Linked DNA regions of Mus musculus: regions 1, 2, 4, 5, 6 and 7 are each linked to region 3. The links are chromatin contacts, called in public ChIA-PET and promoter capture Hi-C maps. All regions are on one chromosome and are shown on one strand. The core of a region is the stretch at or near the end of the contact, and the rest is flanking DNA. Distances in the headings are between cores, read along the strand shown. Region 1 holds the start of Afg3l1 (AFG3-like AAA ATPase 1). Region 2 holds the start of Fanca (Fanconi anemia, complementation group A). Region 3 holds the start of Piezo1 (piezo-type mechanosensitive ion channel component 1). Region 4 overlaps Spire2 (spire type actin nucleation factor 2). Region 5 holds the start of Tcf25 (transcription factor 25 (basic helix-loop-helix)). Region 6 holds the start of Vps9d1 (VPS9 domain containing 1). Region 7 holds the start of Def8 (differentially expressed in FDCP 8).

What was found. Promoter capture Hi-C pulls out the DNA fragments that hold promoters and counts their contacts. ChIA-PET counts read pairs in DNA pulled down with a chosen protein or histone mark. Capture Hi-C pulls out chosen DNA fragments and counts their contacts.
Region 1: a promoter capture Hi-C map of liver shows a contact between it and region 3, with 3 times the contacts expected there. The contact joins the promoter of Afg3l1 here to the promoter of Piezo1 in region 3. A contact is called at or near these places in 5 of 39 promoter capture datasets (the C10 cell line, cranial neural crest, hippocampal neurons and 2 more), 1 of 484 Hi-C or Micro-C datasets (B cells) and 2 of 115 datasets of contacts at active chromatin or transcription factors (extraembryonic endoderm stem cells and memory CD8 T cells).
Region 2: a contact with region 3 is called in a promoter capture Hi-C map of pre-B cells, with 5 times the contacts expected there. The contact joins the promoter of Fanca here to the promoter of Piezo1 in region 3. A contact is called at or near these places in 4 of 39 promoter capture datasets (embryonic stem cells, hippocampal neurons, liver and 1 more) and 2 of 115 datasets of contacts at active chromatin or transcription factors (bone marrow-derived dendritic cells and large pre-B cells).
Region 4: a contact with region 3 is called in a promoter capture Hi-C map of embryonic stem cells, with 4 times the contacts expected there. The contact joins the enhancer-like site here to the promoter of Piezo1 in region 3. A contact is called at or near these places in 4 of 39 promoter capture datasets (embryonic stem cells, hematopoietic stem and progenitor cells, hippocampal neurons and 1 more), 1 of 484 Hi-C or Micro-C datasets (bone marrow-derived macrophages) and 2 of 115 datasets of contacts at active chromatin or transcription factors (the NIH/3T3 cell line and microglia).
Region 5: an RNA polymerase II ChIA-PET map of memory CD8 T cells shows a contact between it and region 3, with 43 read pairs. The contact joins the promoter of Tcf25 here to the promoter of Piezo1 in region 3. A contact is called at or near these places in 4 of 39 promoter capture datasets (the C10 cell line, hippocampal neurons, liver and 1 more), 5 of 115 datasets of contacts at active chromatin or transcription factors (effector CD8 T cells, embryonic stem cells, epiblast stem cells and 2 more) and 1 of 9 other capture datasets (macrophages).
Region 6: a contact with region 3 is called in an RNA polymerase II ChIA-PET map of memory CD8 T cells, with 30 read pairs. The contact joins the promoter of Vps9d1 here to the promoter of Piezo1 in region 3. A contact is called at or near these places in 1 of 39 promoter capture datasets (cranial neural crest), 10 of 115 datasets of contacts at active chromatin or transcription factors (astrocytes, bone marrow-derived dendritic cells, bone marrow-derived macrophages and 6 more) and 2 of 9 other capture datasets (adipose tissue and liver).
Region 7: a promoter capture Hi-C map of liver shows a contact between it and region 3, with 3 times the contacts expected there. The contact joins the promoter of Def8 here to the promoter of Piezo1 in region 3. A contact is called at or near these places in 2 of 39 promoter capture datasets (hippocampal neurons and neutrophils), 1 of 115 datasets of contacts at active chromatin or transcription factors (epiblast stem cells) and 1 of 9 other capture datasets (liver).

What each region holds. Positions count from the first base shown.
Region 1 is chr8:123,476,483-123,479,971 of GRCm38.p6, forward strand. It overlaps Afg3l1 (AFG3-like AAA ATPase 1), which reads left to right and starts at 1,380. Exons shown (of 17, transcript NM_054070.3): 1 at 1,380-1,565. The coding sequence starts at 1,428.
Region 2 is chr8:123,316,759-123,320,666 of GRCm38.p6, forward strand. Fanca (Fanconi anemia, complementation group A) reads right to left here and starts at 1,818. Exons shown (of 43, transcript NM_016925.3): 1 at 1,717-1,818; 2 at 1,304-1,413. The coding sequence starts at 1,795.
Region 3 is chr8:122,549,676-122,553,575 of GRCm38.p6, forward strand. It overlaps Piezo1 (piezo-type mechanosensitive ion channel component 1), which reads right to left and starts at 1,654. Exons shown (of 51, transcript NM_001357349.1): 1 at 1,300-1,654. The coding sequence starts at 1,363.
Region 4 is chr8:123,339,958-123,343,553 of GRCm38.p6, forward strand. The region is part of intron 1 of Spire2 (spire type actin nucleation factor 2); the gene reads left to right. Among named protein-coding and RNA genes, the nearest start is that of Spire2, 9.0 kb to the left of the region's middle. Within about 2 kb of position 1,609, at least 85 of the 459 cell types and tissues checked have an H3K27ac peak or open chromatin away from gene starts, as enhancers often do. A contact at or near this core is called in bone marrow-derived macrophages, embryonic stem cells, hematopoietic stem and progenitor cells and 1 more, where this site is marked.
Region 5 is chr8:123,372,078-123,375,531 of GRCm38.p6, forward strand. It overlaps Tcf25 (transcription factor 25 (basic helix-loop-helix)), which reads left to right and starts at 1,634. Exons shown (of 18, transcript NM_001037878.4): 1 at 1,634-1,987. The coding sequence starts at 1,796.
Region 6 is chr8:123,252,591-123,256,538 of GRCm38.p6, forward strand. Vps9d1 (VPS9 domain containing 1) reads right to left here and starts at 1,632. Exons shown (of 15, transcript NM_028200.2): 1 at 1,398-1,632; 2 at 15-90. The coding sequence starts at 1,496. Zfp276 (zinc finger protein (C2H2 type) 276) reads left to right here and starts at 1,605. Exons shown (of 11, transcript NM_020497.2): 1 at 1,605-2,333; 2 at 3,117-3,420; 3 at 3,694-3,740; 4 at 3,829-3,948. The coding sequence starts at 2,126.
Region 7 is chr8:123,441,123-123,444,855 of GRCm38.p6, forward strand. It overlaps Def8 (differentially expressed in FDCP 8), which reads left to right and starts at 1,834. Exons shown (of 12, transcript NM_054046.5): 1 at 1,834-1,929.

The DNA.
Region 1 (3,489 bases), core at 130-2,629, 930 kb after region 3:
GGCATCAAGGGGCAGTGGACAGAGGGGAGGTTCCAGCCAGGTGGTGTTGACCCAGACAAGATAGCCCTGCTTGTACAATCAAGCTGTTCTTAGGAATGTCTTAACAACAGCCCTGTCTGTTCTGCTTTGTTCTCAGCCCCAGGCCACGGGCTCATAGACAACTCTTTTACATGAATCACAAGATACAAAATCTCATTTTCTTTTATCACCATCTCCCACTCCAGCGCGGTATGGTGAGGCGGGAGGGATGCCTCGGCACATCCCTTTCCCTGAGTTATCAGCCACAGGACAGGTATAATGTAGAACAGTTTATTTGGGGGCATGGGAAGGGAGTTGAGAAGGGAGTAGAGGCAGTCAAAGAGAGAAAAGAGAAGAGGAGAGGAGAGGCTGGCCAGGAACCCGTGGAGAGGAGGAAGGAGGGAGGAGTTGGGGAGAGAGGGAGAAAGGGGTCAGGGAGAGAAGAAAGTCTGAGAGAGAGAAGGGGAGAAGGGGCAGAGAGAGCGAAGACATGGAGGGGGGTATGGGAGTAGGGGTCGGGTTGGGAGGGAACAGACCCTTTTATAGCAAGCCAGGCCTTGTTGCTAGGTAACCGTTGGGCGGAGCATAGAAGGACTGCTAACACTATGGGTGACAATGGTCTTCTCCCGGGCATCTGTACCTTTGAAATGTAGTCAAGGTAGAATCTGAGTACACGCAGATGCCACGTGTGTCGTGGACAGCCCCACTGTCCAGAAACTGGTTCATCCTGAACACCCACACCTCCCTAATGCCAAGTCCAAATTGCTAGTCCGCACAACTGCAGGCAAATCAAAACTGGGGTGACTCTATATACCAACCAAGTGCTCTCCCGCAGAGCAATGCCACAGGCCCTCACGCTGCTCCAGACCGTCCCGTCGCTCCCTGCGCATCCGCAGGAATAAAAATGTTGTTAAGTAAAATTAAACAAGGGTCTATGACGTGGATCAATGAGACAAGTCGTGCACCAAATAACAGTTCCTTTGTTCACGATAGGTCTCGAACCACATCTAGTCTGGATGTAAAATACCGGGAGCACCTCCAACCGGTAATACTAGTACCCTCAACCAGGGAGAAGTAGCCTCAAAATTTAATTACGTGAGCCGCGTTACCCCGAGGACCCACCGAAGCCATTGATGTCGTTGACAATGCAAAATTTAAAATACGTCTAAAGGCCCTTGGTGTCTAGGTCAAGTTGGCCGCGGACCATCCGCCATCAGCTGTCAGGCAGCGCGAAGCGACACTCGGGTTCAGGATCCTAAGGAGCACGGCCGCGAACCAGACACCCAAAGAGAGGTCCGAGCCGATGCGGCGGCCAGCTGCGCACGCGCGCCCCCGAGGGCGTGGTGCACTATGATCCGCCTGCTGCGCGTGCGCGCGCCCAGGGGGCGGCGCGAGGTCAGGGCCGGGGGATGTTACTGCGGCTGGTGGGGGCGGCGGGCAGTCGAGCCCTGGCCTGGCCTTTCTCCAAGCTGTGGCGATGTGGCGGATGCGCAGGGAGCGGCGGGACGGTCTGGAGCAGCGTGAGGGCCTGTGGCATTGCTCTGCAGGTGAGCAGGGCAGCGCTGGGGCCACGGGTTCCGGGCGGCGTGGCGGGGGCCGCGCTGGGCGTCGCGGTGACGTCATCGGCCTGCGGCTGGGCCGGGCGCAGCGTCTTCCCGATTTCTGCCTCCGACTCCACTAGTGTCTACCTACGGCTGATCGGAACACTTGAGCGGGTGCGATCTAGCCATTATCCAGTTAGCTATTGCAGGGCCCCACTTAAAAGGTAGTAGCCTTTATTCATTAAGGAGGCGTAGGTCTCCATACTAAGCAGAGAAAGATGGCCACCATGGAATTCCCGCCACTGATGCTTCATTTTTTAGATAGTTTAGCCTTACTAGATATTTTATCACCCCTCACAGGTACATCTGCCAGTAGTAAGGAGGCTCACCACGGCGAAAGGGAATATCCATGCAGATTATCCATCTTCAAATAAATGCGTGTTACCATCACAGGGGCCATACAGCCGTTCTTCCTCAATTCAGTTTTGGTCTTGTTCCCTCTTAATATGACAGTAGTGTGGTGTAACGGTCCATGAGCAAATGTCCATTTACCCCAGCTAGGGCACTCACGATAGGTCAAAATGATTCCATTCCTCTAGCTTTGTGAACCAGTGAGCTTATTGGAATTAAATATGGCCGCACCGGGGAAGGTTACTTAACAGGAGTGACTCAAAAGCAGTTTCATCGATGAAAGGCTCACATACAGGTCACAACGCAAGGCGAACCTACAGTCAGTACCACTGAAGAGGCTCCCTCCCCTCAGCAGTTCTTTCCTGCCTGTAGAACTTTGGGTCTGGGGGCCCGTGGATTTTTTTTTAAGCTTCTGAGCATAAGGTTTATGGGGCTTCTTGAGGCTTAAGAGCTTCCCTCTCTGTAGGGGGGAATCTCTGGGTTTGGAGGAGGTAGCTGCACAGTGGGTCGGGAAAATGCCCTCAGGTTTGTTTCTAGTGCTGTGCATTGCACAGTCATTTCAGGTCATGTCGCACATCCTGTTCCGGTGGGTGACCCGTTGAAGATCAGTCATATAGTGATTGTTATAGACAGTTCTGAGTTGCTGTGGGCCAGTGTCTTTGTGAAAGAAGTACATTGGATGGACTTTGACTTGGTTGGGTGGCTTTTCGTGGCGAGACATCAGAGTGCCCACTCACCCTAGACAGAGCACTGGTAACAGACCAAAGAAAGGTGTTGTGTGACACTGCTCTTAGGGAACAAACATTACCCACGGCAGATAGGGAGCGGGCAACAGACCACGGTAGAGTCCATCTGGTGAACTAGTGAGTTTTGGTGGAGTTACTTACAGAAATGACTCCAACAGCTGCATCATCAGCGCCCATCCCAGTGTGGGATGGCAGACAGCTCAGGAAAGCTGGAAACAGAGTACTCTGCTCGTTCAGCAGGTTAGAGAGTGACCGTTCCTAGAGCCTGTTCCAGGCAGCTCAGTCTCTGCTTCACCCAGGTTGCCAGGCTACTCTCCACTTCTCAGGCAGCTGGGCACTTATCAGAGTCTGTCTTCACTGTGTAGACAGGGTTTCTCTGCATATCCCTGGCTGTCGTGGAACTCACTTTGTAGACCAGGCTGGCCTCGAACTCAGAAATCCGCCTGCCTCTGCCTCCCGAGTGCTGGGTTTAAAGGCATGCGCCACCATATAATAGTAATATATTTATATAACTATATTATTTATAGTACATATTAGTTATCTATTTATATAACTTTACAATACAATGTTGTTTATAATATATATTAGCTATATATATATATATATATTTTTTTTTTTTTTTTTGGGGGTGGTGGTTTCAAGACAGGGTTTCTCTATGTAGCCCTGGCTGTCCTGGAATCATGCTGTAGACCAGGCTGGTCTCGAATTCAGAAATCCACCTGCCTCTGCCTCCCAGGTGCTGGGATTAAAGACGTGCGCCACCACACCCGGCT
Region 2 (3,908 bases), core at 568-3,067, 770 kb after region 3:
CAGAAGAGGGCACCAGATCCCATTTCAGATGGTTGTGAGCCACCATGTGGTTGCTGGGATTTGAACTCAGGACCTCCGGAAGAGCAATCAGTGCTGAGCAGCTGAGTGACCTCTAGCAATGACCTACCCTTCAGTGTCTTCCCTGTAAATGAGATTATCGGTAGCTCATGCCTTTCACTCTGGTTTGGAGAAACAAAGGAACTTACAAATATAAATCATACAGATCAGTGTGTGACAAACTGAAGTTCTGGTGTGCTGATGCTGCAATGGTTTAGTAAAACCAAGTCCAGAAGTAAACGGGATGCTACAATGCCAGCCCTATTGTTTAGGAGCATTTTAAACCATGTGAAAATGCCTGTGCTTAATTGTCATATTTAAAAGTGAGAATTAAATTGTCTGTATGCCATTCTGAACTGTGTTTCAAAATGACAACATGGAATTAGAGCAGCAAAGGCCTAATTGGTTCTCTTTGGTGGATTATGAAAGATTTCAATCACCCTCATGTTTCTATATATGCGTTTTCTGTCACAGTCTGTGTTTGCTGCAAAGAAACAATGTTTATCTTAATATTTAGAACAATTCCAGTGTCTGCAGTGAATGTTTCAGTCAAAGTGTCTCCAAGAGAGGGCTGTCCATCCAATTTGGGTGCAGCGCATGTCAACAAACGGTAAAGTCGGCTTCTGGGACAAAAAGCATCCCTTTGTCAGCAGTGAATTCCTCCACCCCACACCCACACAGGTTACAAACACTGCTCTCTTCCCCTGGGTGTTTCTCTGGAACACCGCTGAGCCATCTCTCCAGCCCCCAGAATTTCTATTGCTGTAATAAAAACACCATGACCAAAAGCAACTCGGGATGCTTCTTTCAGCTTACAACTTGTACTCCATCTTGCTGGGTGTGGTGGTGCACGCCTTTAATCCCAGCACTTGGGAGAGAGAGGCAGGCGGATCTCTGAGTTCGAGGCCAGCCTGGTCTACAGAGTGAGTTCCAGGACAGCCAGGATTACACAGAGAAAAACAAACAAACAAACAAAAACCAGATTGTACAGGAATCAACCCTCCAGCCCCTCGAGTACTTTTCCCAGAAGGAATTTATTAAAGCCTTTCATGAATTATTAAATGTACTACCCAACTACTTTCATCTCCAAAGACATAAAATATAAAATACACTCAGCTCTCCTCCCACCTGGTTTGCCGGCACCAGTTACTCGCCAAGTACTCAGGCTTAGAAGGACATTAAAAAGATTATGATCTGGCTTGGCTCCGAACATCCAACCTGCTCAGCCAGGACAACTTCCTCTTACCTCTAGCAAAAGGTCATGCATATTTTGATGGTATCTCAGGAGTTTCAGAGCAGAATCCTTTAATTTCTGTTCCCTTTCAGGATCATATTTTTGCTTTTTGACTCTGCCCGCTAAAGATATTTTAAAAAGAAAAAAAAATTGCTCAGAAAATTATAGTGCAACGTACACAGGGTGACACGCTGCGCGGAGGTCCAGAGAGAAGCTGTCCAAGTCTGGACAGTCACCTAGCGCTTGCAGCAAGCGGCAGGACCAGGAAGCCTGGGGCCCATGGCCCTAAGAGGACCAGCGCGGCCCAGGACGGCTGACTCGCGGGCAGGGCTGAGCCACGCTGGGATCTGAACCCGGACCCCGAAGAATGGAGGGACCGCACTGGCGCTGGTTGGGGGTCAGAAGGCAGAAATGGCAAGACCTACCCAGCAGCTCGGTCCAAGTTTTTCGGAGGCCCCGGGGCCCACCACCCATGGCAGCACCCCTAGCCGGCGAGCCCGGCATAGCGTCTGGAACACCGGCTCTGCAGCCCGCGCTGCCTTCCGATTGGCCGCGGCCAGGCGCTGGCGCTCATTGGCTAGGAGCATGCTTGACCACACCCCCGAGGGCGGACCCTTGCTCTGTGGCCCTCTTCCTCTTGGTTGTAGTACTTGTCCCGGAGTCTGGCTGCGTTCGGGTGGCAGAGAAGGCAGTATGGTGGCAGCCTTGGTGCAATACACCTGCGCCTGACAACTTAGAGGGAAAGTGGCGCAGAATTGCTAATGGCCCAGAGCTTGGCCTGGGGAGATCACGTGACAAACTGGACCCAGGTTTTCGGTAAAAAAAAAAAGCACTTTTACCTGCTTTGTTCAAAACTACACAGGATCGATCCGAGTACTCTGCTGTGCTTATTTGACTCTGAGGGAAAATTGACCAAAGGAGTTCTGGTGCTGGGGTGTGACTTTCAAGGGTTGAAATTAGAGTTGCTATCACTCCCCGCTAAGCGCTCAAAGTACTTAGGAAGGAAAAACAGCCACAAAAACGCTGTCATTCTTGTTTCTTCCTTTTTTAAATCCACCTTACGTGCGGGGCGGTGCTGTAATCTCAGCATTCCGAAGGCAGAGGCAGGTGGATCTCGGTGAGTTGGAGGCCAGCCTGATCTACCGAGCGAGTTCCAGGACAGCCAGGGCTACACAGAGAAACCCCGACTCTAACAAACAAACAAGCAAACTGAAGGAGGGCATTATGTGCACTGCAGCCACTGTCCTTGATTTTCAGCATTACCCCAGGTGTGTGCACACGCAGACACTAGTGGAAGACAGGACACTAGAGACAGGCTTGAACCGGCCATAGTAGCCAGGTTGTGATTAAAATTCACCCAGCCTGGAATCAGTCAGCAGCTGGAGGAGCCATTATCAGAGCCAGAGCAGAGCAGACAAAGATTGACCGAAGTTTCCCAGGAATCAGGCTTATCTGCCTCCATGACCTGGAGGTGCTACGGTCACACTGGGAGCCAAAAAGTCACTTTACCCATCAAAGAGAACACTTAAAGATATAAAACTGAAGAGAACCAATTTTTTTTTAATGTATTTCTACAAAATTTCATCACTATGGCCAGGACTCGTCCCAGTTCAGGATCAAATGTGTCTGGCAGCCCCACGTTGCCTCTAGCATCAGAAGTGCCCTCAGAGAGGAGCATCAGAGAGCTGCTCTGCCTATTAGAAGATGTGGCTCAAGGCTGGCTCAGTGGTTAAGAGCACCGACTGCTCTTCCGAAGGTCATGAGTTCAAATCCCACCAACCACATGGTGGCTCACAATCATCCATAACGAAATCTGATGCCCTCTCCTGGAGTGTCTTCAGACAGCTACAGTGTACTTACATATAATAAATAAGTAAATCTCAAAAAAAAATGGCTGTACTTCCATCATTGCCCACAAGGTGGACCCCCTCCAACACAAGCCCTCCCCACCCACACTGTTCCTCCCCTGCTACCCTGTTGTTGTTGTTGTTGTTGTTGTTGTTATTTTGAATGAGTAGGTTGGTGAACTCAGAGATACACTACCTCTACTGACTGAGAGCTGGGATTAAAGACACGTACCACCACTACCTGGCAAAAAAGGGCCATTTTCCTCCATATGAAAAAGGAAATCTAGCCGGGCGTGGTGGCCAGAGAAACCCTGTCTCGAAAAACCAAAAAAAAAGAAAGAAAGAAAAAGAAAAAGATAATCTGCTCAGCCAGCCTATGAGGACAAAAAAGAGTACTAGCTTACCCCAAATCACACCAACTGACCATCACCACCGCTGGTACTTACTGTGTGTTTTCAAGCTTTCGTTGGAAACGGTTTTCTTTTCGTTGATGCTTCGTAATTTGCATTTTCAACAAGTGCAGTAGCACAAGTTAGAAATCCTATCAGCTCTGGAAGCTGAGGCAGGAGGATCATTTCTGCCTAGGAGTTTGGGGTAGCCTAGGCAATATTGTGAGATTCCCATTTCAAAAACAGAATTAGAGAGCCGCTGAGGTGGAAACTGGCTAAGACACCCGTGGTGACCTCTGCACTCTACACACGAGCGCACATAGCAATTCACACATACATAAGTAGGAACGCACGCACATGCACACACACGCACACACACAC
Region 3 (3,900 bases), core at 404-2,903:
GCCCTGCCCTCCTTGTTCCCAAGTGTTGACAGTCAGTGAAGGAGCCTGAGAAGCAGCTCTTGTTGAATCTTTAAGAAGGGTACCCGTCTTCTACATTCTCATCCACCCATTCTGCTTATATTTACAGTCTGACCGTCTACAGGCCAGCGAGGAAAAGAAGCCACAAATGTGGGCCCTAGACCTTGGCTCTCCTAAGTCCGGGCTGAGCTGAGGACAGTATCCGCTGGCCCCTCCTTTCAGAGCTCAATGGTTTTCATTGATTCCTGCCTTGAAAAATCCCCCCCACCCCCCCACCCCGGTCTCACCACATTTTGGTCCTACAAATCAAAACTTGGCCTGTGTGGAAGTCATTGCCCGGGTTGCCTGACACCCCCCGGAGCCTGTTCCTGAAACAGGGTGCACAAGCAGTGTCCGTGGAGAGATGGAGGGAATCACGCACAACCCCCCCACCTCCAACAGATGGACTTCCACGAGGCAGACCAACTTTCACAGTGGGTACACTGACTCTCTGTGGGCTAATTTAATCAGACCCCGAGGAAGGTCACATGTGGAGGGGTGCTGACTGCTTCAGGAGGTGTAAGGGGGTGAGCAGCTGGGCAAGGTGCCCTGGGTGAGGCTGGGAGGGCGGCAATGGAGCCCAGCACCTATGACACCAAAAGAGAGAAGCTCTTTGCAAGAAAGGGACGTATGCCAAGGTAGGGGATCTCCAGTTCTGACATCAGGCAGAGCCTCCTGGGGCGCCCTGTGCCCCAGTCCCTCTGGAAGGTAACCAAGTAGGGCACAAGGAAGACAGGAGCTTAGCATTGGACAGACAACCTCGGAACTGAGACTAAGAACTGCGCCTAGGGCTGGAACATTAGTTCTGGTAGGAAATTTCTGACTTGAAAAGCTCCAGGCAGAACGCCACCTTCTCCCAGATTGGTCAGGAAGTCATGATGCAAGTTTGATTTTTTTCTTTCTTTCTTTCTTTTTTCTTAACTACGAAAGAGAATAGAAAGTCGCGCTCCCCTCACAGCTCAGACACTAACAGCCCCTTGCCCGGGCCTCTCCTCCCAGCCCGCGTGGAGACGCCCAGCGCTATCTGGGGCTCTCGCGGACCCGCGCCTCGCCGTTGCCTGCCGTGCTTTCCACTCGGTGCCCGGGCCGGGCCCGCCGAGGCCGCCAGCGCGCTCACGCCTCTGGAATGCGAGCGCCCTGGGCCGCGAGTCCCGCGGAATCTCCTCGCCTATGCTCGCCCGCCGGGGCGGCGCGGCGCAGGGGGACGCGGACGCAGCCTTCCCGCCCGCGCCCTCCACTCACCCGCCAGGAGCGTGCAGGGCAGCAACAGCCAGTAGAGCCCGGCGCCCAGCACGTGCGGCTCCATGCCCCGCGGCCGGGGGACCGCCCGGGGTCGCGCCGCCGTGGCTAAAGGGAGGTGCGAGGGCCGGAGGAACCGCGCGCCATGGCACTCTGGGCGGGTCTCCGCACGTGCGGCGCGCGGCTGCTGTGACCTCCCGCCGGCCTCGATCTCGGGTCGCCGGCCGGCCCGGCCGCGCCCTCTGGTTCCCGACGGCCGGATCCCGCGCACGCTGGGTTGTCAGCCCGCCCGGCTCGGAACTCACGGCGGCTCGTGGAGGCCGAGCTGGGCCGGACGGCGACGCGGCGGCTCTCTCCCTGCTCCCGCCTGCGGGCCTTTATAAGCTCGGCCCCCGCCCTCCCTGGAGTGCCCGCCTCCGCGCTTCCCCCGACGGCCAGGCGCGCCCAGGCACCCCCTCGCTGCCCAGCGCAGTCTGCTCGAGCGCCGGCCCTACTAGCCTGGCTGGTGCCGGTGACCCGGAGACCTCGACCCGCGCGCCCCCCAAACCCTCCTTCAGCCCAGCGCAGTTACTCGCACTGTGCCCGTGGGGCGCTTCTCCCTGGGGCTCCGGGGCCTGGGACCCGGGGTGGGGGCAATACAAGAAGACTCCCAAAGACCTGACCCACTTAGTACCCACGCGCAACTGCGCCCCTCGTGGTTGGAGCAACTTTCGCTTTGTTCCCCAAGCCGTGATGGCGCAGCGCCCTCTGGGGGCTGTCAGAGTCCCTAACTGTGGCACTGGCGGCCACGCTGGCTAGGCCTTGGTGGTTGGGGTGGAGAGACACCTTACTGCTGTGGCATCAGACAGCTGCATCCCACTGTGGTCTGCGTTGGGGCTTTGGGACTGCTTCCAGTCACACCTGCCCCCACTGTGTGGCTTGGCTTTAGTCAGTGTGCTACAGACAGTAGCAAAAGCTGACAGAGCACCTGCTGTCCCATTGGTGGCCAGACAAGGTCTGAGTCCGGCACGTGCCCGGTACCTCACCCAAGCCGCCTTGGTTTGGCTCAGTCTTCCGTATTAAGGTGGATAGGAAAGACGAAATGAAAAGGGGTCAAGAACGGCACAGTTGGACCAAGTTCAGGATGCACTGGGAAATGAGTAGCATTAGGGGCAGAGGCTTAACCGGGAGCGGTGATGATGTGACCCTTTTGAGCCTCAAGGCACCAGCAGGCTAAAGTCAATCACACTTCAGAACCTTCAATTTTCCAGAACCACCAGAAATGCAGGCTTTCCCTGGACATATAGTATTTAAACTGCCTAGCTTGGTCTCCAAGACTCACCTCTAGTCTGACTCTGAAGGGGTGCTGCTAAGACACGGGAAGGTTCAGAAATTCATTCAGACCTGCTCCTTGAGCAGCAGTTCTCAACCTGTGGGTCGTGACAGCTATGGGCCTTGAACGACCCTTTCATAGGGGTTGCATAATAGATATCCTACATAACAGCTATTTACATTATGATTCATAAGAGTAGCAAAATTATAGGCCGGGCGTGGCCTTTAATCCCAGCCCTCGGGAGGCAGAGGCAGGCAGATTTCTGAGTTCGAGGCCAGCCTGGTCTACAAAGTGAGTTCCAGGACAGCCAGGGCTACACAGAGAAACCCTGTCTCAAAAAAAAAAAAAAAAAAAAAAAAGAAGTAGCAAAATTATAGTTATAGCAACAAAATAATTTTATGGTCAAGGGTCACCACAACATGAAGTGTCTTAAGGAATATTAATTAATTAATTATTAATTAATAATAAATAAAAATAATTAATAATAAATAAATAAGCAATATTAGAAATTAATTAAGCAATATTAGGAAGGTTGAGAACCACTGTCCCAAAGGAACTGAAATGTTTATGTCTCACAACCATTGAAGTAGTTGTAGGGTAAAAACAGAAAGGAACAAACAGGGGAACTCTCAAAAAAACTAAACTGTATCCTACAGTGTTGTAGCAGTTTAAAGAGCATCTGAAGACTCCCTGAATTGTGGGAGCAGCTTCTAAGATACAATGTTACCATTGAAAAACTGGCGCCACCCTTGCCCGCCACAGCAAGTATGCAGTCTTGGCATGCAAGCAAGCCTCCTTCCTTTTGATATCCTGGTCAGTCACACACAAGCATTACCTAGGTCAAAAAAAACTCACAAAACAGACCAGGACAGTGGTGGCACACGCCTTTAATCCCAGCACTTGGGAGGCAGAGACAGGTGGATTTCTGAGTTCGAGGCCAGCCTGGTCTACAAAGTGAGTTCCAGGGCAGCCAAGACTATATAGAGAAACCCTGTCTCGAAAAAACAAAAAACAAAACAAAACAAAACAAAAACCAGACCAGATCCTTAGTATCAGAACATTCCTTCTTGTCCTTTGCCAAACAGGGAGAGGCAGATCAGGCCAGATCAGCAACAGCCTGCCTGGCCCTCAGCCCTGGTACCTCTGTATCACCTTTCTCCCTCTCTCTCTTCCTCTGTCTTTTGACCTGGCTTCATACTTGCTGTGTAGTTCAAGGATAACCTTGAACTGATCTTTGTGCAGCCGACAGGAGGTGTGTAGGATTGCAGGTGTACACCATTACACTGAGAACT
Region 4 (3,596 bases), core at 359-2,858, 790 kb after region 3:
TCCTGGAACTCAGGAGGCAGAGGCAGGTGGATCTCTGTGAGTTTGAGGCCAGCCTGGTCTACAGAGTGAGTTCCAGGACAGCAGAGCTGCATAGTGAAACCCTGCCTCTCCCCCCAAAAAGAAGGTTGGAATGGTAAGTGACCCGAAGCTGAGCACAGAAGTTTAAGTAGAAAGAAAAAAATAAAGAAAAGTTTGAGACTGGAGAGATGGTTCACCGGCTGAAAGAACTTGCTGCTCTTGTGGAGGAATTGGGTTTGGTTCCCAGCACCACAAAGCAGCAGCTTGCCCCTATAACCAGAGCCAAAGGATCTGATGCCCTCTTCTGGCCTCTGTGGGCACTGCATGCATGTGGTGAGCTTACATATATGCAGGCAAGGCACTCACATACATAAAATAAGATGGCTCAGCCAGTAAGAGCACTAACTGCTCTTCTGAAGGTCCTGAGTTCGAATCCCAGCAACCACATGGTGGCTCACAAACACCCGTAATGAGATCTGACACCTTCTTCTAGTGCGTCTAAAGTCAGCTACAGTGTACTTATTTATAATAATAATATATAAGAAAATAAATAAAATATATAAATATAAACAAATAAGACAAAATATATAAATATAAAATAATAATAATAAATAATAAATAAACCTTTGGGTTGACTGGAGCAAGCAGGGGGTCCTAAAAAATTTAATTCCCAACAACCACATGAAGGCTACAGTGTACATCTTTAAAAAGAAAAAATAAATCTTTAATATATATATTAAATATGTTATATGTGTGTGTGTGTGTGTGTGTGTGTGTGTGTGTGAGTGTGAGTGCAGGCCCCACGGCACACATGGAGATCACAGGACAACTTGCAGGAGCCGGTTCTCTCCTACCACAATAGGGACCCCAGGGCTTGGGCTCAGGCTGTTGGGCTTGCTGAAGCTCACCCTCACCCACTGAGCCATCTCATCAATGTCCCACCCCAAAGAATAGCATCTTTCTAACCTATTTTCACCCAGTTTATTTTCTTTCACATTTATTACTCACACTCTGTGTGTGTGTGTGAGACACGTCTGTGACTACGAGCATATGTGTGCCATGACACATGTGGATAACGTCCAGATCTTTCCTCCCCCCGTGCTTTTGAGGCCGGAACTCGGGTCTTCAAGCTTACAGAACAAGCACTTTTACTGGCTGAGCCATCTTGCTGAATCTAATTCTGCCAACTTCCTGCACTGTCTTCCGGCTGGGACCAGTGGTGAGGCCTTAGTGATGTGCTGTCAGAGGTTGGATATGGAGGTGTTCAGGAACACAGAAGCCAGGCCTGCCCATTGTTTTGTTTTAGCTGTTAATTTATCCTCCAGACTCCAGCCCCCAAGACTTGCCCATTGTTAGCGAATCATGAGTGTTCAAGGTTTGGGGTGCAAGGCAGGCCTGAGCCCTGTGCACTGCTGACCGGGCTCACCTCCAGACCTGCCACTGGTGGACGGGGTTCCTGTTGTAGCGAGGCACTTCCTGGGAGCGGTGTGTGGGCATGGCGCGTGTGGGTGAGCGCTTAGAGGAGCCTGCCGCTCTCACTCAGGCCGGATCAGCCACGCCCAGCTGTGGAAGAGCAGGGTGGCCACACCTGTATCCATCCCTTTGCCCCACAGAATTCTATTTGTTAAACAAACACGGGACTCTGACTGTGTGCCTTCCTGTGGGTGGTTCTCCCTCTCGGCTTTCTCCAATTTCCAAGGTTGATGTTTGTGAACCGGCTCACAGCTCAGTTTTACAGTTCATTTCTCGACAGTGGAAGCCACCCCCACCTGTAAGTGTGGCTTGCTTGCCGAGTGCCAGTCACTGGGTGTGTTTCCACCCAATCCAGACCAGCCCTCTGTGGTAAGTGATACCACTGTGCGAGAGGAAACTGGGACTGCTTAGTCACGTGATCTTTGACGCCAGTCTCTCTACTGGAGGCTGTACCCAGACCCAGGAGAAATGTCGGTGGTGTATTTTCTCTTTTCAAAATTTATTCCTTTTTAAAAAAAATTTTCGAGACAGGGTTTCTCTGTGTAGCCTGGGCTGTCCCGGAACTCACTCTGTAGACCAGGCTGCTCAAACTCAGAGATCCGCCTGCCTCTGCCTCCCAAGTGCTGGGATTAAAGGCGTGCGCCACCACACCCGGCTCCAAATTTATTTCTTGGGTTTAGCGAATCCATGTATTTTAAAATTCAGACAGCTTCTTCTTAAATTTTATTTCATCTGTATGAGAATTTTCCCTGGATGTGTGTATGTGTACCGCGTGCATGTCGGATGCCCGCGGAAGCTAGAGGAGGGAGCTGAATCCTCCGAAACTGGAGACTGTTACACGGTGCTGTGGGGCTGTCCTGTGAGTGTGGGGGATGTCGGCCCTCTATAAGAGCAGCCAGTGCCCAAATTCAGAAAGTTTAAGGGAAGACCTTGAAGGAGGCCTTGTGTTGGTGTGCCTGGATGCCCGCCCATCCTCCCTACTCACAGGCTGCCAAGATCGTGAGTGTTTCCTGCACATACCAGCACTCAGGCGTGTGTACTTCCTCCTAAAGGCAGGCGTTGCTTTCTGTTTTGTTTTTCTCCCTGAGTGGGAGCCTTGGATCAACTCAGCACACAAAACACATCTTATTGGTCCTTTATTTGAAACAGGGTCTTCCTTTCTGTGTTACCGAGGTTGACCTTAAACTTGAAATCTTATTGCCTCAGCCTCCCAGATCTGATTTCAAGTGAATTTCTTTTTCTTTTCTTTCCCTTTTCCCCCTTTCTTTCTTATTTTGGCTTTTTGAAACAGGGTTTCTCTGTGTAGCCCTGGCTGTCCTGGAATTTGCCCTATAGACCAGGCTGGCCTCAGACTCAAAGATTCATCTCTGCCTCCTGAGTGCTGGGATTAAAGCTGTGCACCACCGAGTAAATTCCTTAATCGACACCTTTCCTTGCTTTTTTCAGTGATACCTAATGTCCTGGGTGCAGGTGCCCCGTGTGTCTGTCTTCAGAGGACACTGGAGATTTTTGGTGCAGGATAGATGTAGCACTGAGTGATCTTGTAGGTGTCGTGACGCAGAGTGGTGTGCCTTCTAAAAGCCCACAAGCTATGTGAGAAGGTGAGAGAGTTATAACTGTGAGAGACTTGGCAAGCCACCTTCTGAGGGCTGTGGTCAGTTCCCTTGTCCGCCGGGGACTGCGTATGCCACATCTTCATTGCCCTGTGCCTGAGATGCAAGACAGGAAGTCTTTTGATCTTAAAAAGGATCTGCTCCTTCCAGCCTTCGTTCACTGTCAAAATACTCCCAGAAGCCCAGGCATGGGGCAGGGAATGTATAGCAAGAGGCCTCCCTAAGATGTATAAAGTCCCCTTTAGCAGAGTCAGGGGTGAAGTGGGGTTGTATCATATAGAGTGGGTAGTTAACCCTGACCCTGACCCAAACCCCAAGAAGGAGTTAGAGTCAGGAGCTCCCACCATTGCACGCGTCACTGCACGGCCGGGCACTGCGTATCCATCCGGTATCGCACCCTAGGACGCGTCTCTGCATCTGTTAGCTCACTTCTTCCTTGAGGTGATACCATGAGTTAGGCAGGAAGGTGCCATTTCTGTCCCCTAGATGATG
Region 5 (3,454 bases), core at 384-2,883, 820 kb after region 3:
GGGACAGGGGGCTCACACAAGAGCAGGAACTAAGGGATTGCTGCCCTGCCTGCCTTCTCTGTCCTTGCCAACCGCCTACATTGTTTGGACTTTGGGAGTCACATGAATGCAAAACCGGGTTCTCTCTGGGAAACTTAGCTCATTAAGGCGTCTTCACCTGTAAAAGGAGATCTATCTCCCAAAATGAAGCTGGAATTTAAGATAAGTGACTGATTGCTTCTCAGCCTTTTGGCTAAGATCAAGTAAGAGCAGTGACTGGCCTAGCCCTCTCCTGCTCTCAAGCTGGGGAAAGGTCCAACCCAACCCCAGCTCATTTTACTTTGGAGGTACTCAATCCTGACTCGTCTAGGAAAGTTTTCCAAAAGTATAAAAATTGGGGCGTAGACATGAAGTAGCTCTGTAATTCCAGCCCTTCAGAACAGGATTTCCATAGCTTCACGGGTAGCCAGCGTTACAGGGCAAGATCTTGGTTTGGGTGGTGTACTGGCTAGTTTTGTGTCAACTTGACACAGGCTGGAGTTATCACAGTGAAAGGAGTCAATTGAGGAAATGCCTCCATGAGATCCAGCTGTAAGGCATTTTCTCAATTAGTGACTAAGGGGTGAGGGCCCATTGTGGGTGGTGCCATACCTGGGCTTGGGTTCTATAAGAAAACAAGCTGAGCAAGCCTCCATGGCCTCTGCATCAGCTCCTGCTTCCTGGCCTGCTTAGTCCCAGTCCTGACTTCCTTTCGTGATGAACAGCAGTGTGTATGTAGTGTAAGCTGAATAAACCCTTTCCACCCCAACTTGCTTCTTGGTCATGATATTTTGTCCAGGAATAGAAACCCTAAGACAGGTGGTGTTTTTGTTTTGTTTTAAAAAAAGGTCGGTTGTTGTTGCACACACTTTTGGTCACAACACCTGGGAGGCAGAGGCCAGCATGGTCTGCAAAGCGAGTCCCAGGACAGTCAAGGGTACACAGAGAAACTCTGTCTCAAAAAACAAAAACAAAAAGAACATGGAAAAAGAAAAGATCTGTGCCGAGGATCCCTATGTCCTTATTGTGAAAATCTTCCTGAATTAGAATACACATAGGTAGGGCTGCCGTGACTTCACACCACGGATCCACACCTAGGCAGCTCTCCCCTCACCCAATACCCCTGTAACATGACCACCCCTGTTGCGTTCGCGACAATAAAAAGCAAGCCCTAACACCTAACTCGGCTCGGTGCACGTTGTGGAGAGGAGTTACCCAGTCTGAAAGAAGTTAGGTTGGTTCTATTAAGGTGAAAACTGTCCCTTTGCAGTCTAGTAACAACGTGGAGGTGGGGGACATCGGACAAGTCGCATGGGTAGGCTAGCAGAGAGGGGTTGGGGACTGGGTCCCTCGCTCCTGTCATAGCAGAGGTCTTTGCACACGGGCCTTGCGGCGTGCGCACCTGCTCTCACGGCCTCCTCGCCTGCCCCACCCCTGCCCGCTCGCCCCCAGGCTCGCCCCCGGGAATCGCGTTCGTGCGGAGCAGCGCTCTGAGCCTGCGCGTTGCTGCCCGCCGCACAGCCGGCTTTCTGAAAGCCAGCCATCTCCAAAGCCGAAGCACCGCACCACGGCCGCCGCTAGGGCCCGACTCTCGCGAGAGCTCCCTGGGCCACCCTTGCACCTTCCCCGACTCCACGGGGAATTGGGAGGAAGTTCCGGAGAGCCGCGGCGCGCAAACGCGACACGCCAATCTTGCGCCAGCGCGCCGCAAGTGCGCAGGCGCCGCCACACTGCTGCTCTTCCTCGTCCCTCTGCCCACATCAGGCTGTCGGGTCCTATGTCGCGCCGGGCCCTCCGGAGACTGAGGGGGGAACAGCGCGGCCAGGAACCCCTAGGGCCCGACGCCTTGAAGTTTGTCCTCCTTGATGACGATGACGCAGAGGAAGAGGGACCAAAACCGGGGCTGGGTGGCCGGCGCCCCGGGGGTGCAGGGAAGGAAGGAGTCCGTGTCAACAACCGGTTTGAGCTGGTGAGGAGCTGGGCAACCTGAGGGGGGGGAAATGGTGGGGGCATGACGTCATGCGAAGGGGCACAAAGTTGGGTCTGGACTGCAGTCGAGTGGGCGGAGAGAAGGGACTGCGCCGCATCGGGGAAGGCGGGTCTTCAGCCGCAGGGTGGGTGGGGTGAGGAAGCCGTGTTCCCCGTCCGAGATCGAGTGGAAGGTGGAAGAAAATGCCGAGCGAAGGGGCTGCTAAAGGCTAACGGGGGTGCCGACAAGGGGCTGAGTGACAGGACTTTGCTGCAGCATAGGGCGTGTCTCGCGGCTGTGTCCAGAGACGTGACGTGACGCAGGGCAGGACGGGGCAGTGACGTCAGAGTGGGCGGGGCGTGACATCCGAGACAGCTAAGGGGGAGGGGCACTGTGGATGGCGAGTGGGAGGTGGGGTTCAGTTGGGTCTAGGCTTCACTGAAGGAGTAGGGTTGTTCTGTCCGGGGCAATGGGATGGTAGGGTAGGCTTGGTTTCATTTCTGCGACTTGAGGGAGGTCTCTCTTCTGCAAACATTTCGGCTTATTCATCACAGTACTTCTGTGTGTCCCAGCTACTTGTACCTATCGTATCGTATTCCTCGCAGCAGAAAATTGGGTAGCAGTCCTGAGCCCCGTGTTTTTCCTTACGACAGACTGACCTGGGTCTGCAGTTTCATATGTGTATAAATTATGATTCTGACTTCATGTGTGGGCAGATAATATGTCTTTTCCTCGTATCTCCAACTTCCACATATGGTAAGGTGTCAGTGGCCATTTTCGAGTGAGTAAAAAGATGTAATGTGTCTGAGACTCTCAGTCTTGCAGTGAATTGTCTCAGCTAGCTGGGACACACGGAAGTACTGGGTCTTCCTCAAGTCGCAGATATGAAACCATGTCTATCCTACTGTTGCAGCACCCAAGACAGCACTACCCCCAGTTGTCCCCAGCTTTTTATCAGTTAGCAGGTTTAAAAGTTCCTAGCAAAGATATTGATTGGTGTGAGAAATGTCACAGACATTTTGGAAGTTTGGTTCAGAGATTGTTTATTTCTCCCATAAGGAAAGGAAGGGATCTGTCCTGTAGTCTGTGGCGATGGTGAAATATGTCTTCCCTTGGTACAGAGAACTCGCCTGCCTCCTCTGACTTTGAGCCTGAGAGCAACCCCCATTCCTACTGTTTCTTCTCCCTTCACTAGTACTTTTCTTAGATTTACTTTTGCTTATCATCATTTCTTTTTCAAGACAGGGTTTCTCTATGTAGTCTTGGCTGTCCTTGAACTCACTCTGTAGACTACTTAGAGATGCTGTGTCTCAGACTCGGAAATTCGCGCACTTCTGCCTCCTGAGTGCTGGGATCAAAGGCATGTACCACCACCACCCAGCTATGTTTACTTTTAAACGTACACAAAAATTAGGAAAATACAAATAACCCGTATGCGCCCATGGCCCAGTTTCTGTCAGTCTACAT
Region 6 (3,948 bases), core at 382-2,881, 700 kb after region 3:
GTCTGAAGGCATACCTGTAGTGTTTTCCACGTCTTCGAGCAATACCTGGGAGATGTAGTGGATGCTGCGCAGGTATTCCACGTACGCTTCCTAGATGCAGGGGAGAGAATAGCAGTGGTCAGGCCTGCATCCTGCCTGCCTGGTGAATGCCCAGATACAACTGCAGGACCAACAGTGCCTGCTTGTTTTTTGACAAGACTTCCTTCTAGGCTTCAGTGATGGATGGTCCAGCTAGGACACAGATGGTATCTATACTGTCTAGACTTGAAGGGAAAAAGATATCAAACAGAACAAAAAATCAAAGAATTCCTTCCTTCAACACTGTGCTGAGGAGTTCCCAGACAGACACACCTCTCCTCTCATTACTATCCACCACATGAAGGAGCTGAGCTTCAGTCAGGAGGCTCCACAGAGCTGCCTGAGCAGCAATAAGGGTTTCCACTCTGTGTGACAAAGTTCTCTTCCTGTGCAACTCAAAGACTAGCAGTCTTTCCATGTCTCATGAAAAGCACTTCCTGAAATCTGAGGAGAGGATAAGGGCTCATCTGTCAATCTCAAGTTTTGGCTTAGGTGAAGAAATAACATTCTACAGACTCCAGAATAATTCCCTCTGCTCAAAGGAGCCCAGAGCACCGAGCTGCAGGTTTCAGCTGTGTGACCCCTCTGCTCTGGGCTCTGTGACAGCTCAAGACAGAACGCACTCTGGTCTGTATGTGTTTCGTTTTACTCGTTGTCAAAATTACCCAACTTTAATTAGCTCAGCACTTCAGATAAAATGGGTTTCAGGTAGGATTCTGGTCTTGTGAGGGTGCCCTAGAAAACTAAGTTGGGGCACTGGACAACCAGTGATTCGTCCTGTCCTATGGAAGCTCTGGGTGGCCCAGCCGGCTTTTCTACCTTGTTGCCATCCTTTTAATTAGCAGTTATTCTCAGTGACAGGCCACACCCCTTTTGTGCCTGGGTTTCTTTACAAATGACCTTTGAAGGCAACTGCAGACAGCAGCAGCATCCTGAATGAGCCAACAGTCGGGTCTTTTCTAGATTAACTCTACACAGACTCTGTCAAGAATACACACACACACACACACACACACACACACACACACATCTGTCATCTACATCTTGGATGTAGGTCCTTTGCAAACAGAACCTCCTCCTTATGTCACACCGCCTCATCACACAGGTAAATCTAGGCCCAGTGCGAGCTGAGCTGTTCCAGGTCCCCGCAGAGCTCGGCGCCCTTAGCCTCCGGGCCCCGGGTCTCCGGGCGCGGTCCCAGAGCCGCCGCCGCCGCCGCGCGCATCGGGAGCGCCGAATCCCTCTACACGCCCGCCCTCGCCCACCCACCAGGGGCAAAGGGCCTCCCAGAGCTGCTTCCGCGACCCTCCCAGCCTCACCCGGGGCCGGTTGCCGGTGTCTAGCTCGATGGCCTTGTTGGCCAGTTTCATGGCGCTCTGCAGTGGCTTCGCCCCGCCGTCCCCGGCCGCAGCGGCCATGGCGCTGGGCGGGGGCGGGGAGCGGGAGGCCGCGGCGGCAGGGGCGGGACGGGGCGGACGCCTCCAGACCGGAACGCGGAGCGCGGAGCTGAGGGAGGCGCAGGAGCTGCGCACCGCCGGAAGGGGACCCGGACACACTTCCGCCGGCCTTGCCCCGCCCCGCCGCGCCCCGCCCCGCCGCGCAGACTTGGGTTTAGGGGACCGGAGGGGTCAGTGGCTCTTGTCACCTCCTCCGGCCAACTTGCTGCGAGCGCGGACGGGAAGGCTGGCGGGGAGAGCTACTGCTCTGAAGGGTTTCTGTTGTGCGCCACCGCCCGGGCGGCAGTCCGCGGCCGTTCACCCTCCGGGCTGCCCCTCCTTTAAGGGCCTGTCGCGAGTTCCGAGAGACCCGAAGAACTCCGGGCTCCTGACCCCGCCGCGGCCGCTGTGGCTCCCCAGACCGCTCCTCGCTTCCTTGCAGCCCTCGCTTCCTCCGGCTCCGATCTCGGGGAGCCGAGCGGAGCGGGGCAGCGCGGCGGAGAGTAGCGGAACGGCACGGAGTGTGCCAAGTTAAGTCCGCTCTAGCAAGAAGTCAGGGGGCCGAGCCACACCGAGCAGCGCGGAGCAGGGAGCGAGTGTCGCCTACCACCATGAAGCGGGACCGCCTCGGCCGCTTCCTGTCTCCCGGAATAGCTCGGCAGCGCGGGGGTTCGGGCGGCGGCTGTGGAAGCGGTCGGACTCGGGGTCGCCCTTCTCGCAGCGGCGGAACGAGCGCTGACGGGGCGGCTGCTCAGCTCAGCTGGGGCTCGATGACACGCTCCTGCGGGGACACAGGCGACGACGGTACAGACGAAGCTGGTGGGTTCCAGGCGTCCTCGGGCCCCGGTGCGAGCTTAGTGATAATGAGAGCAAACCAGGCCTCCTGGTTCTGGAGAACGCGGGCCCTCTGGAGAACTGCCGATAGAGGCCCTTTCCTCTGCCGCCCAGACAGCTCTGTGTCGCTGCTATTTAGTGCGTAAGATTTGAAGGCACACAGGTGTGGCTTCAAGTTTGCTCTTCGTGCTATGGACTTTTAGGGTAATTGCTTAACTTTTTCTGAACCCCAGTTTCTTGATGGTTAAAACAGGCCTATAACCTAACCTGCGTTGGGAACTGAGTTAAGTGAACTAACTGCTTGTTCCTTGTGCGGCTGCGAGTTTGTGAACAAGCAGCAGCTAGTTAGGTTAACAGCCTCCATGTGCATCACATTAGTGTGGTGTTCTTCAGTCATCTGAGAATGGCTTTCCTATGTAAGCTGTCCTTTACTCCCACTAGGGGCAGTTGGGTGGCATCATGCACATGCTGCAGGCAGGGCACCTATAGATGGACAGGGATGAACAGTGAGTTAGTTTCTTGAGGCACGGCTTGGACACATTTTCAGAATAGGGATGTTAAGTTTCATCTTCGTTGTAGGCATCTGGGGTTCCTTGAATATTGAGTGTTCAGTGAGGAAGGCCAGCTCCCGAGTCCCAGTCCCGCTACTCTTGTGTTTAGGAAGCCTGGTGCGGGCACTTCTCTGCTTGCAGTGTTCGGAGGCCAGGGGGAAGAGTGGCCCTTGCACTGCGAGTACCTCGCTTATGTCACATTTGCTTCTCTGCGCAGGAGCAGGCCGGACTCTCGCTATGGGGCATTGTCGACTCTGCCATGGGAAGTTTTCCTCACGGAGCCTCCGAAGCATCTCTGACAGAGTGCCTGGGGAGACTTCAGAAAGACTGTCCCCAGGAGAGCGTGTCTTCATTAGGGACTTCCAGCGTCTGCTGGGTGTCGCTGTGCACCAGGACCCAGCCCTGCCTCAGTCTGTCTGCAAGAACTGCTACACCCAATTCTATCAGTGCCACAGCCTTCTCAGGACCTTCTTACAGAGAGTCAACGTCTCCCCAGCTGGCCAGAGGAAGCCTTGTACAAAGTAGGCCCTTGTTGGATTTCTAGGGACTTTTAGGGGTTCGTCACCCTGTGTTCTAGGTGTTGACTTAAGGCAGTGACTTGGGGTGGACAAAAGCTAGCATACAAAAGCTCATGGTGTTACAATGGGGTGCTGTGGTGGCAATGTTTGCAGAGATCTGAGGGTGAAGAGCTATCACTTAGGAGAGAGGGAACCAGGGCAGCTGACAGAGGGGCCCTGTGGAAGACGTTTGTGACCTTGAGAGGTTCCTAAACTGTGGCCACTGATGCTTTGCAGGGTTGGTGTTCAGCCTACCACAGTGGCAGAGGAGGGAGCATGTGTGGGTGAGTGCTATCTGTGCCAGGGTGGGCGTCCCAGGGAGGGCCTAGCGCTGGCCACGGTGAGCCTGACATCTCTGTTGATTCTCCTCAGCTGACCTGATCGCCTCCAGCCCTCGGTGTCTGCACGGCTTGGTGGGCTGGGTGCATGAGCATGCAGTCAGCTGTGGGTCTCTGCCCAGCCTCCAGAGGACACTGTCCTCTGAGTACTGCG
Region 7 (3,733 bases), core at 584-3,083, 890 kb after region 3:
GGATGCAAGTGCTTAGCTACTACTCTAGCACCATGCCTGCCTCTGAAACTATAAGCAATTCCCCAGTGAAATGGTTTCTTTTGTAACCGTTGCCTTGGTCATGGTGTCTCTTCGCAGCAAAAGAACAGGGACTAAGATGCCACATTCTTCAAATGTCATTTTCTAAGTGTGTGTCAACTCATTTCCTTTTGAATCTTAAGTCAGACGTCCAGCCTCACTATCTAATCTCAGGCCCCGCCTTACTAGCCTCTGTGTCCTTCAGCACACACCTGATCCATTTGCCTTTTCTACTTGTCTGTCTGGTCCTTGGGCAATGCAGCCTCCTCAAGTCTTGTCCTGATCATTTTCTGGTGATGTGCCTGAGCATGGCATATAGTTGTACTCAATAAAAGTGCTGTTGCATGCTGGGCGTGGTGGCGCACGCCTTTAATCACAGCACTCGGGAGGCAGAGGCAGGTGGATTTCTGAGTTCGAAGCCAGCCTGGTCTACAGAGTTCCAGGACAGCCTGGGCTACACAGGGATACCCTGTCTCGAAAAACCAAAAAAAAAAAAAAAAAGAAAGAAAAGAAAAAAAAAAAGAAAAGAAAAGAAAAGAAAAAGTGCTGTTGCATCAACGGAGAAACTGTCAAGACTCATAGTAATGAAGACAGGCAGACGTGGCTCCATCCTTGACTCTCTGTGAAGGTGAGGGCCCAGTGCTAGTACAGATATTGGCTCATATCACAAGCACTGGTATAGGCCTTCTAGCACAGAAGTAATAATCCAAAACACTTGCCTTTAGCTCTTAGCCTTTGGGATGAGGAACAAAGAGTCAGTAGAAATGTCAGAGGAGAGTCATCAGACAGTAACGAGTGCCTCTCCGATATCTCTGCTCACAGATGAGGAGGAAGTATTAGGAGAGACATTTGGCTGTGGTTAGGAAAGACTGTATCCTAAAGGCTGAGCCAGAGAGGCCTAAGTGTGGACCTGGCCTGTTAGGGGTAAGGAGGGTGAAGTCTGGTGAGAGAGCTGGGAGGTGAAGTCTGAGGCAGACTTCTTCCCTGGGATCCTCCAACTGCTGGGCTTGAGGTGCAGAGGGAGTCTGAGGGTGCTGAGGCTGTCATGGCTGTGGTGTCACCGTGGGGTGGGGAAGAAGGGCTGGTCCTGAGTCCGGTGGAAGTTAGATCAGACAAAGGAATGTGATCAGGAACGCACTGAAGGTTGGCCTCAGGTGGGAATGATTTATTCACTATCAGACAGAGGTGTGTTAGGTGTGTGGTGTGTGTATGTCTCTGTGTGTGTATGTGGTTTGATGTGCGTGTGGTGTGTGTAGTGTTATGTTGTGTGATGTGTATGTGTGGTGTGTGTAGTGTGTGTGGTGTGTGTAGTGTGTATGTAGTGTGTCATGTGTGTATGAGGTGTGTGTGTATGTGTATGGTGTGTATAGTATGTGTGTAGTGTGTATAGTGAGTGTGTGGTGTGTATGTGGTATGTCGTGTGTGTGTCGTGTGTATGAGTGTGTGGTGTGTAGTGTGTGTGTATGTGGTGTGATGTGTGTGTGTGGTGTTATTGTTGTTTTCTCAGATAGGACCTTTGGAGCTTGAGACGCACCTTAAATGTCTCGATGGTGGTGTCCTGGGGACAGCTGAATGTCAGTGTTGGGGATGTGGGGACATTGAGGGGTTACCACTGTGGAACCATTCCCTTGAATGCAATTACTAAGGCGTGGGGGTGGGGGAACTCAGGAGAAAAGACTCAGGGCAAAGGTAATGGACTCTATGGACCAGAAGCAGGAGACTTGGAGGTGCTCCAGCGAGCCAGCAGGGCAATCGGTGTCATGAACCTCCTGGCCGGAGGCGGCAGCAGCGGGCGGAGGAGCCGGTACAGTGTATCAGCGGCGGCGAACTACAGTGTAGCCAGCCGGTCCGGTACAATGTAGCGGCAGCCAGGTAAGCCAGAAAGCGGTCTCTGTAGGTGTCGGGGGGGTCTGGTGGGAAAGCAGGCGAGGGTCCAGATCTCAGCATGCAATCGCCACTGGTCGGACTCCGGGATCGGGCTTCTGACCCACGCACTCATGGTGCAGAACTGGCAGAGGCCTCAAGCAAGACGTCCAGCTCCCGGCTGCCGCCTGCTGGCTCTCCGCTGTGCGCAAGGCCTTGGTGACCTCATTGGTCCCCGCAGTACGTAGGGCAGAGCTTAGCGTCCACAGATGCCGACCCCCACCCCCAATCACCGGGTGGCTTCAGAGCCTGAGTATGGGACTCCCGGCCCAAGGACCCGCAGGGACTCGCCTTCTGCTATGTTGAGCTTTTCTGAGCCTTCGGTTTCACAACTATGAAATGGGTGAGGAAGGTCGTAGAGACCTGCCCCAGTGGGGACAGTCGCATCCTCAGAATGAATTCACGTTATAGCGGGTAGAAATGTGAGGTGCGCTTTGTTGCGCCTTCTGGGGTAGTTGAGAATTATTAACACTGGTCCTGCTTGGCCTGGATTGCCTGTCCATCCTTTTTAAGGGTGTGAGCAAATAGGATGTACTTTGGACTCCTGTGGCCCTTGGACTAGCACTTTTTGGTGGCTAAAGTAACACACCGGAGGCGGGCTCTTATTCACCATAATCTGTCTTGAACTTTCACCCAGTGCCTCTGATGTACCACAGACCCTTGGTCTTACTCTGAGGGTTTCAGTTGTCAAGTTGTAATTATTATTCGATTTAGGAGAGACCTCTGCAGGGGCTGGATGGAACAGTTTTCTTTTTTTTTTTTTTTTTTTTTGTCCTTTCTTGAGTATCTTTCCTGAGGCCAACCACGGATTCTGGGTGCAGATCTCTGTAAGGCTGGTGGGGAAATAGGAGATGGGGTCCTACTCAAAGCCGGCTGTTGCTTCCTGCAGCCTGGGCTGGGCTGAGGTGCTGTCTATTCGTACTCAGCTGAAAGAGCAATATGGTTCTCCAAACTGGTTCCAGACAAACCAGGAAGATGGGTTAAATGGCTCCATTGCTTAATTCATTCCTTGCTTTTGTTCCTGGTCAGGTGGTGGCAGTGCCAGTCAGGACATACATAAGGGAGCCATTTTCCTGGGAAAGGTAGCCCAGAGGAGAGTGGAGGGCAAGCTCTGGTCAAGGTCTCCCTGTCCCTCTGACTATATTCTAAACCATCGGGAGGTTTCCAGAGAAGGCGTCTGGAAGGGGCTCCTGTGGGCTCCACCCAGTTCCTTTAGACTGGGCTGGTCACCACATGGCGTCGGTGACTGCCCAGCAGCAACTCCCAGTTTCTGTTGTTACCAAACCACACACTCGTCCTTCCGCTCAGTCTTGGGCAAGAGAGTAGGGCTGCAATTGATTTCTTTCTTTCTTTCTTTTTTAAGATTTATTTATTTATTATATGTAAGTACACTGTAGCTGTCTTCAGACACTACAGAAGAGGGCTTCAGATCTCATTATGGACGGTTGTGAGCCACCATGTGGTTGCTGGGATTTGAACTCAGGACCTTCAGAAGAACAGTCAGTGGTCCTAACCACTGAGCCATCTCTCTCTGTCCAGCCCAATACATTCTTTTTTGGTTTTTTTTTTTTTTTGGTTTTTGGTTTTTGGTTTTTTCCAGACAGGGTTTCTCTGTATAGCCCTGGCTGTCCTGGAACTCACTCTGTAGACCAGGCTGGCCTTGAACTCAGAAATTCCACCTGCCACCACTGCCGGGCTTAAACCTTTTTTGTTGTTGTTTTTGTTTTTTTTTTTTTGAGGCAGGGTTTCTCTG